Regions from separate parts of the Mus musculus genome. Here region 1 is linked to region 2. A link is a contact called in public HiChIP or PLAC-seq data. All regions are on one chromosome and are shown on one strand. The core of a region is the stretch at or near the end of the contact, and the rest is flanking DNA. Distances in the headings are between cores, read along the strand shown.

Region 1 (4,731 bases), core at 1,378-3,877, 640 kb before region 2:
AAAACAAAAAGAAAAAAAAACAACAAAAAAAAACAAAAAGAAAAAAAAAGATATGAATATTGAACAGTGCACATCCTCTGCTACAGCTGAACACCCCAACCAATGGGAGCAGGATAAGTGTACAACAAAGACCTGCACCCACAAAGTAGCTCACAGCTGTCTCTAAGTCCCGTTCCAGGGCATCCTAAACCCATACACAGACACACATGCAGGCAAAAAAGCATGCACAGAAAATAAAATAATAAAATAAGGAATACCATGCCCCAAATTGGGTAGTCGTGTAAGACTTAGTCCATGGAAATTAAGGAGGAAAGAGAAAAGGGTCACTGGTCATTGGACTTTGAGAAAACACAGGGTTTACTGGTGTGTGTGTGTGCAACATTTTCAAAATAGTCTTACAAGGGACAGGGAGATAAAGATCTAGACACCAGGCCAGCTAGAGAAGTACTGGCACATGCCTTTGATCTCCACAATCAGAAGGCAGCGATGGGGCGATCTTTGTGAGTTTGAAGCCAGCCTGTTCTACATAGTGAGTTCCAGGACAGCAAGGGCTTGTGTAGAGAGACCCTGCCTCACATTAAAAGGGTGTGGGGAAGCTTAGTGGTGAAGGGCACTGCTGTTCTTGCGGAAGACCTGGGTTCAGGTCTAGCACCCACATGATGGCTCACACTCCAGTACCAGAGGGTCTGATGCCCTCTTCTGCCCTTTAGTAACACCAGACACAAACATGGTGCACAGACAGACATGCAGGAAAAACATCTCTACACATATTGTAAAATAAATCTTTTATTTTATTATTTTATTTTCTGTGCATGCTTTTTTGCCTGCATGTGTGTCTGTGTATGGGTGTAGGATGCCCTGGAACGGGACTTAGAGACAGCTGTGAGCTGCTTTGTGGGTGCTGGGAATTGAACCTGGGTCCTCTGGAAGAGCAGCCAATGTTCTTAACCACTGAGTCGTCTCTCCAGTCCAAAATAATAAATCCTTTTTTTTTTAACCACTTCTTTTTTTAAAACCATTTTAAAAAAAAAGCTATTTATTTGTTTTATGTGTTTGAGTACACTGTAACTGTCTTCAGACACCAGAAGAGGGCATTGGATCCCATTGCATATTGATTGTGAGCCACCATGTGGTTGCTGGGAATTGAACTCAGGACCTCTGGAAGAACAGTCAGTGCTCTTAACCGCTGAGATGTCTCTCCAGCCCCACCCCACCCCCCAACCCCAAATAATAAATCTTAAAAAAAATTTTTTTTCTTGCCTTGAATACAAGTTTGACTTAAAAGACACATACTTAATATTTCTTACAGCTGTACGCTGGATTTGAGCCAAAAGTAGAAGTGGTCAGCTGCAGACAGTTCAGCAGTCAAAAATCTGGTAGGACCTTTGGCCAAAGCTCTGCTCCGTGGACAGTAGTGGGATGGACTCCGTTTGCCCGGTGATTAGGATGGCATACTGTCTCTATTTTACAGGTAGTGCAACTTCAGCCCCCTGGAAGGCAGGATTTGCCAGCGTTCCTAAGGTGTCCTGTTTGCAAGAGTCTCCTTGGTTTGCAACCTTAATCTTGCATCCCTTAATCCACACCACAGCCAAGTGTCCACCCACAGAGGGCTCAACCTGGACATGGCCGAGAAACGGCACGGAGCCTGGTTCGGCTTTGGTTTCTGTGGCTTCGGGCAAGCGCTGGGTTCTGGGAACAGCCACCATTCAGTGTACAGTCCTGAACCACTGCATGCCAGTGATGATATTTGCCAAGTGAGCGCAGGCTGGAGCTACACTGCCCTGGTGACCCGTGAGTGCCCTCACAATCCCAACTCCAGACCTGTATCATGTATACCTGCCCAACCCTCCTAACATGCCAGTCCAGAAATACCCAACACCCGTACACCCTTACTCGGGCAGCCTCGAGCTTCCCAGGTCCATGGCATGCGTCCCTCCCAACTCTGCCCACACAGGTGGAGGCCGGGTGGAATTGTCAGGTTCTGTGAGCGGTGCAGCAGACGGCTGCAGGGACGTGTGGGCTTCGGAGGAACTCCTGGTGCTGCTACGCAACAAGGGCGGCTCCAGCACGGAAGTGCAGGCCTGGGTACCAGGTTCTGCGTTACAGGGGGAGCCCCTCTGGGTCCAGAACTTGGTTTCTGGGGCAAAGGGCCAAGGGGAAGATGAACCCAGCAGGGAGTCTAGGATGGGGACCCTGCCGTTGCTACCCTGCGCCCGTGCCTATGTGACCCCAGAACCACCCTTCTGCCAGCCTCTGGCCCCAGAGCTGCGGGTCCGCCAGCTGGAGCTGGGAGCTGAGCATGTGCTGCTGTTGTGCGCAGCTGGCCAGGTGTTCTCCTGGGGTGCGGGCAGGTGAGGACCGGCTGGTTGTGACGTGGCGGAGCTCAAGGAGAGGCTCTCTTGGATGGACCTGTAGCTGATTAGGGACGCCTTTGATCAGGCATGGACAGCTGGGCCACGGGACTCTGGAGGCAGAACTAGAGCCAAGACTGTTGGAGGCACTGCAGGGCCTGCGGATGGCTAAGGTGGCTGCAGGTGGCTGGCACTCTGTGTGTTTGAGTGGTGAGTGACTCGGGGCGGCTCCAAACAAGCTGGAGGGCTTGGCCCCGCCTTCCTCTTGCTCTGTTTTTGTGGGCGGTCTAGCCCAGGCCTCATTCCACGCTCAGTCCAGCTCAGTCATCCCTGAGTCTTCAGTGTTTCCAGATTTAGCCTGTTACTCCACCACCCTCTTACACCTCCACTCATCTGGTTACTGCCTGTCTTTGTTACTGAGCTCTTCACTACCCCCATCCATCTAAAATACTCCCGAAGGTCAGCACACTTCTGCAGGGGAAATGGTAAGAGACAGCTCAGCCAGGAAGAATGGAGAAGGCTGCCTATGCCCCGGTAGCCATGGTGGATGGCAGAGAGGTGTGCCTTGGTCCACAGTGTGTGGCCTAGGGCTTTTGTGTATTGGGTCCATCTTGGTGGGAAGGCTGAGACAAAAGAACTTCAGCCTGGAGTTAGCCAAAGAAAAGCTGGGCATGGTAGTTCGTGCCTGTAGTGCCAGGATTCAGGAAGGTTGGGGATTTTGAGGCCTGCCAGAGAGGTACATGGTAAGGTTTGGGAAAAGGGGAAGGGGAGAAGGGGTGTGTATGGGCAGGGATCTAAGACAGGGAAGCAGCGGGACTTGGTATGGGCATCCTTGATGGACGGGTGCTTTAGGGTACCCTTTACTCGCTCCTAGGAACAGGTAATGGGGATGTTTAGAGGAGGTGGGGTGGGTGAAAGGGTCCCACAGTGTGCTTCATGGATTCTCTTGGTCTCTTGCAGAAACGGGGGATATTTATATCTGGGGCTGGAATGAGTCAGGGCAGCTGGCCCTGCCCACAAGGAGTGGGACAGAGAACAAAGCAGAGAGAGAGGAAGGTAAGGTCCCCCTCTAGGATGTCCTTCCCTGCTCATTTACTGTGTGCTGGACACTGAGAATCATCCTGGGATTTTGGCCCTGCACAGCCTCTAGGACTGAGTGAGTAAGGCTTGGGCCCCAGCTCTGGAGCTAGAAAATGGTCTTTTATAGAGCTGGAAGTCAGTATGCGGACTGTTCACATGCCCCTGACTAGTAAACACACTGTAAGCCTTCTAAAGCCACAGAATTGAATGAAGATGGTCTCAAAGAGGAATTAGCTGTGGCTGATGCAGGAGCTCCTGCCCACTTCATAGCCATCCAGCCCTTCCCTGCTCTTCTGGATCTTCCCCTGGGCTCAGATGCAGTTATGGCCAGCTGCGGATCCCGACACACAGCTGTGGTGACACGTGAGTGGGGCTGGCGCAGGGTGGAGCAGCACTTAGCTGGGGACTGCAGCTTGCCATGCCTGCCCATTTTTAATTTTAGAAAGAGTCTCCATTTATACAGAATTATTTTGAAACTCCTGGACTGAAGCAGTTGTCAGGCTTTGGAGCAGCTGTGATTATAGACCCCATCATGTGCTGGGGATGAGTCCAGGGCCTCTACTGAGCTAAGCAAGCACATCACTACTATGTTTTCCTTCCTTCCTTCCTTTCTTTCTTGTTTTTGGGTTTTTTTTCTAGTCCGGGTTTCTTTGTACAGCCTTGGCTGTCCTAGAACTCACTCTGTAGACCAGGCTGGCCTGGAACTCAGAAATCTGCCTGTCTCTGCTTCCCAAGTGCTGGGATTAAAGGCGCGCACCACCACTGCCCAGCTTATTATTTTTTAAATCAACATGGAGGAACTATATATTTGATGGTTTGTTAAGGAAGCTGAATTTAGGGCTGGAGAGATGGCTCAGTGGTTAAGAGCTCCCGACTGCTCTTCCGAAGGTCCGGAGTTCAAATCCCAGCAACCACATGGTGGCTCACAACCATCTGCACAGCTACAGTGTACTCATATACATAAAAATTAATAAATCTTTTAAAAAATATATATATAATTAAAAAAAAAAAAGAAAAGTTTCATGCTGGGAAAGGTGGCACTCACCTCCAATACTAACCCTTGGAATGAGGCAGGAGACTGAAGCTTTGAGGTCTGAGAAACTGTACTGAGGTGTCTCAGCATTAGGAAGGGAGAGAACCATTGTAATAAAACAAAAAAGGGGGCTGGTGAGATGGCTCAGTGGTAAGAGCAATGACTGCTCTTTCAAAGGTCCTGTGTTCAAATCCCAGCAACCACATGGTGGCTCACAACCACCTGTAATGAGATCTGACTATATTTATAATAAATCAATCTTTGTGC
Region 2 (5,121 bases), core at 167-2,666:
TCTCCAGACGAAGAAATACCTGAAGCTGGCACCTGGAGGAAACAAAGTACCAGGTCACATCTCCTTTGCATGCTATTTAGTGAAACTCTTTCTTAGAGCAAAGAGCTATTGATTCATGTAGAAACAATGCCCAAGAACTGGAAATGTAGCTCAGGGCTAAAGCATATGCCTCACATATAGAAAGCCCTGGATTCAATCTCCAGTACTGAAAAAGAGAGGGAAAAAAATAAAAAATAAGCCGGGAAGTGGTGGCACACGCCTTTAATCCCAGCCCTCGGGAGGCAGAGGCAGGCGGATTTCTGAGTTTGAGGCCAGTCTGGTCTACAGAGTGAGTTCCAGGACAGCCAGGGCTATACAGAGAAACCCTGTCTTGAAAAACCAAAAGAAAGAAAGAAAGAAAGAAAGAAAGAAAGAAAGAAAGAAAGAAAGCAAGCAAGCAGGGCACAGGTAGGGGGAATGGGGATGCAGCTCAGTTGGTAAAGTGCTTGCCTAGAATGCCTGAGGCCCGCCAGCCCTGCTTTTAATTCCCACAACTAGATAAACTGGGAATGGTGAAAACACATCTAAATCTCAATATTTATGAGGTGGGAGTAGGAGATGGAATTCAAGGCCAGACTCAGTTAGAGAGCAAGTTTGAGGCCAGCTGGGCCCCATAATATAGTCTTTCTTAAAAAAAAAAAAAAAGGGAAGGAATCCAGGGTTTTCTCTAAAGACTGGTGCGAGTCTTAAGAAATCAGGCGAGTCCAACTGCCCCTCAGAACATCATAAAGATCATGACAAAGATAACCTCAGACCTGTTTTAGAGTCCGGGTGAAAATAAAGTGGTTTCTTACTCTCCGACTTTGTCCTCTGTATCCATCTTTCCGGCTAGGTTCTGTCTAAGGGTCTTGCTGGTTTTTAAGAGGTTACTGTTCACATGACTCAGGCAGGCCACCTGCAATACAAAGTAATTATGAAGGAGAAAACTGTTGCCTACCTTTCCCTTTGATATCTTAAAGAGAATGTGGTCCTTTTTTTTTTTTTTTAATAGATACAGCAAGCTTTTAGATTTGAACTGTTAAAGGAAAGTTCCTTGGGCTGTACAGATGGCTCAATGGCTAGGGTTGAGAGCAGATCTTGCTCTTGCAGAGGATTGCTAGTGGGCATCAATGTTAGCCGGTTCACAACCACTTGTAATTCTAGCTCTTGAGGATCAGATACGCTCTCTGCAGTCTGCAAGTACTTCTCATGCACGTGTGCATGCATACATACATATATACATACACACACCACAAAGAAAGATCTTTTTTTTCCTTGAGACAGTCTCTCTCTCCCTCCCTCCCTCTCTCCCTCCCCCAGTCTCTCCCCCCCACCCCCCATCCTGGATGTCCTGGAACTTAACATGTAGACCAGGATGGCCTTGAACTCACAAAGACACGCCCCTCCCTCACCTCTGCCTCCAAGTGCAGGAATTAAAGGAGTATGCCACCACACCCTGCTACATACACTTACTTTTAAAAGAGAAGGTCCACACAAAGCTGTGATAATTGTAAACAGCTCTCCCACTATAGAGAAAGAGCCCTGCTTTTGCCATTAAATATGAATAAAGGCAATAAGGTATTCTAAAACTGTGGTTTTCAATAAGTTAGAGTTATGCAGGACATTTTTAAAACAAATATATGCCCAACTTCCAAAACAAAGAGACCTAGAGTTAGTCTGTCAGTATGGAAGGACCAGACACTAGCATTCGAAACAAAACAACAGGGGGCTGGAAAGATGGTTCAGTAGTTAAAAGCACTGACTATTCTTCCAGAGGCCGGAGTTCAATTCCCAGCAAAAACATGGTGGCTTACAACCATCTGTAATGGTATCCAATGCCCTCTTCCCATGTGTCTGAAGACAGCTACAGTGTACTCTTATAAAATAAAATAAATAAATCTTTTAAAAAACAAAACAGCAACAAGAAAAACCAACAGGGCTGGTGAGATGGCTCGGCAATTAAGAGCACTGTCTGCTCTTCCAGAAGACCCAGGTTTGATTCCCAGCACCCACATGGTAGTTAACAAATGTCTGTAACTCCAGTTCCAGGGAATTCAGTGCATATAATATGCAGACATAAATGCAGACAAAATACTTATATACACAAAAAATAAACAAACATAAATAATAAACAAAATCAACAACAACAAAGTCATTCTGAAGAGCAGCTAGGGTTAAAACCGCTAGTTTAATTCATATAAACACACAACACCAATTAGAGCAGTGTCATTGGACAGAAGTCCACTTGAATGTCTGGCTTCTGGTTTATCAGGTTCATATTCCAGAACCTGGAATTGTACCAATCCTCTACTCAGCACTTTTCTTTTTTTAACTATTCACATATCTTTATTTTATTTTACATGTATAGGTGTTTTGACTGCATGTACATCTGTGTACCTTTTGCATGCAGTGCCCAAAGAGGGCAGAAGAGGGCATCAGATTGCTTGAAACTGGTTACTAAAGATTTTGAGCCACCATGTAGCTGGGAGTTGATCCTGGGTCCTCTGGAAAGCAGTGCTTTTACAATGAGCCATCTCTCCAGCCTAGTCATCATTTTTCAATCATGTGCAGTGTACTGGAAATTCTTTAAGGATGTGCACTAAACCCACCAACCATCAAACACTACATTTATGGCAGTATTATCTAGACTTTCTTACTTCTAATTCCTTGATGTCCTTTGATTTTAGGAACATTTTAATGGTTGAGACCATATTTTGTGCACATGAATACAATGTGATTTCTTCCGTAGCCACAGCCTTTTGGTAGTTGTCATGTATGTAAGCCAGAAGCTCCTCCTCGGTTTTAAATTCTGTGGGGGTGAAAAAGAACATGTGGTTATCATATTCAGATCAACTCCATGTATCCTGTAAGGGGACAGAGACTTTTGTCTTCCAGGAGAAATCTATGTCTGGATGGCCGTGACTGACCCTAGAGCTTTCTAGCATGTAGTGTGTACATGTCAGGGATGACGTGAAATGTTCCACAGTGCCTAGCAGTAGACTGACTTTTAACAAAGAACAAAGGTGTGTGATACAATGAATAAAAGATGGACAAACAAACAAAACAGATCATGTGCTAGGATGACTGAACACCCAGATGGGAATGTTAGGTTCAGACACAGCCTGTATGCTCCAGAGGAATCCAAGTGAGTCAGTCACAGTATGAGAAGAAAAGGTCTCGGACTGCTACAAGATAACAAAGACACCTGGGTGATCTGGAGAAAGGGATAGGTGGGCAAGGCAGGACTCAGCCACATAGTAGGCTTGAGATTAGCCTGGGCTACACATGATTTTTTTATAAAACCCAAACATCCAACCAACTAAAAATAAAATAAATACTAATGTTCTACCAACATACTGACAAGAGTGTAAAAGGTAAACCATAGATTTATAGAAAATATTTACAAAGGACATCAGATAAAGGCCCATTATCCAAAATATACAGAGCCCCTTTAAACTTAGTAACAGGCTAGTAAGGGATCCACAGCTGAGGATAATCCACAGCTGGGGATAATCCACAGCTGTGCCAAGCCTAATGACCTGAGTTTGATCTCTAGGACCCACAAGGTGGACAGAGAGGATGAGCTCCCATGAGCTGTCCTCTGACCTCCATGTGACCTTCCATAACATGCACATGCATACATGAGCATATAAATACAAATTAAAATATTGTAAAAAAATATTTAAAACTCAACAATATGGCTCTGTTAAGCTATGGGGACCTGAGCTTCCAGCACCAGCATTTTAAAACGCCAGATGTGGTGGACCACACTTATACTCCCAATCCTGGGGGAATGTAGACAGGTGGACCCCTAGGGCTCGCTAGCTAGCCAGCCTACTCTCTCAGTAAGCTCCAGGTCAGTGAAAGATTCTACTGGGCTGGTAGCACATGCCTGTAATCCTAGTACTGGGGAGGTAGAGGCAGGAGGATCAGGAGTTCAAGGCCAGTTACATAGAGAGCTTGAAGATAGCCTGGACTATATGAGACCTTAGTTTAATAAAATTAATTAAGAATTTTTAAAAGGTGGATGGCGCCTAAAGAATAACAACTCAGGTTGTACTCTAGTATTCAATTCCCCAAATAATCTATTTCTCCTCTCCCTCCCCCTAGCTCATTTGATTTGTTTGTATATTTATTTACACGAGGTTTCTGCAAATTTATTACATAGATGCAATGTCACCAAAATTCTGATCCTCCTGCCTCTGTCTCCTAGTGCTGAGATTATACGTATAGCATGCTAAGTGTTATGTGGTTCTGGGGAATCATCCCAAGGACTTCATGAATGCTAGGCAAGCACTCTATCAACTGGGCTAGATTCCTCAGCCTCCAGACCTCTTATATAATAACAGACACCAGACGCTCTAGGGTGAATGAATACCTTTAAGTTTAGAACTTCTTAATATCCTTCCTCTATCTTCCAATTTGTCTGCTGTTCTGCCAATGACAGCTTTCTGGAGCCCTTTCTCTACAGCCGTGTCTGGACTACCATCTGGATGTAATTTCTGAGCCTTTACATTTAGCCTTGCCACATTCAACATCTTCAAGGAGCGGGACATGGTATTCATCTTCTGTCTCACTGGAGTTCGAGGGATACCACCTGCCAAAACATCAGCATGGAAAGAAAAGTCAAGTTTCACTTCCATGGAATCAAGAACTAAGTCTCCAAATGCTATGAAAGAATACTAAAAAGAAATAGCTTCCTTCAGAAATTATGTAAACCAAGCAGTTCTTTTATCTGTTTCTACCTACAATACAGAGTAAACATGTTACTTTACTGAAGTTTAGAACTAAATATCTCAACGACCCTTTTTTTTTTGTTTAAAAGATACCCAAGGAGATGAGAGCCTCTTCACTGGACCCCCTGAACTAGTTACAGATGGCTGTGTGCTGCCACGAGGGTGCTGGGAACTAATCCCGGGTCCTCTGCAAAGGCAACCAGTGCTCTTAACTGCCGAGTGGTCTCTCCAGTGCCATCTCCACGTTTTACACAAAGCCAGCACCACACACACTTCTCCTGAGTGGGAGTGGCGAGGAGACGCTTCTTCTTTGCAGTGCTAGGGATGGATAGAGCTCGTAGCTCATGCATACAAGGAAAGCACAAGC

The links. HiChIP or PLAC-seq counts read pairs in DNA pulled down with a chosen protein or histone mark.
Region 1: a contact with region 2 is called in an H3K27ac HiChIP or PLAC-seq map of embryonic stem cells, with 4 times the contacts expected there. The contact joins two enhancer-like sites. A contact is called at or near these places in 1 of 39 promoter capture datasets (embryonic stem cells), 26 of 484 Hi-C or Micro-C datasets (the G1E-ER4 cell line, embryonic stem cells, erythroblasts and 5 more), 4 of 115 datasets of contacts at active chromatin or transcription factors (embryonic stem cells and extraembryonic endoderm stem cells) and 1 of 9 other capture datasets (embryonic stem cells).

Annotation. Positions count from the first base shown.
Region 1 is chr7:80,317,922-80,322,652 of GRCm38.p6, reverse strand. It overlaps Rccd1 (RCC1 domain containing 1), which reads left to right. Exons shown (of 9, transcript NM_173445.4): 2 at 1,310-1,376; 3 at 1,472-1,791; 4 at 1,955-2,351; 5 at 2,440-2,561; 6 at 3,312-3,407; 7 at 3,627-3,794. The coding sequence starts at 1,623. Among named protein-coding and RNA genes, the nearest start is that of Rccd1, 4.2 kb to the left of the region's middle. Within about 2 kb of position 2,627, at least 24 of the 459 cell types and tissues checked have an H3K27ac peak or open chromatin away from gene starts, as enhancers often do. A contact at or near this core is called in embryonic stem cells and induced pluripotent stem cells, where this site is marked.
Region 2 is chr7:79,676,721-79,681,841 of GRCm38.p6, reverse strand. It overlaps Ticrr (TOPBP1-interacting checkpoint and replication regulator), which reads right to left. Exons shown (of 22, transcript NM_029835.1): 7 at 4,397-4,615; 8 at 2,676-2,827; 9 at 834-934; 10 at 1-32. Among named protein-coding and RNA genes, the nearest start is that of Ticrr, 19 kb to the right of the region's middle. Within about 2 kb of position 1,416, at least 3 of the 459 cell types and tissues checked have an H3K27ac peak or open chromatin away from gene starts, as enhancers often do. A contact at or near this core is called in embryonic stem cells and induced pluripotent stem cells, where this site is marked.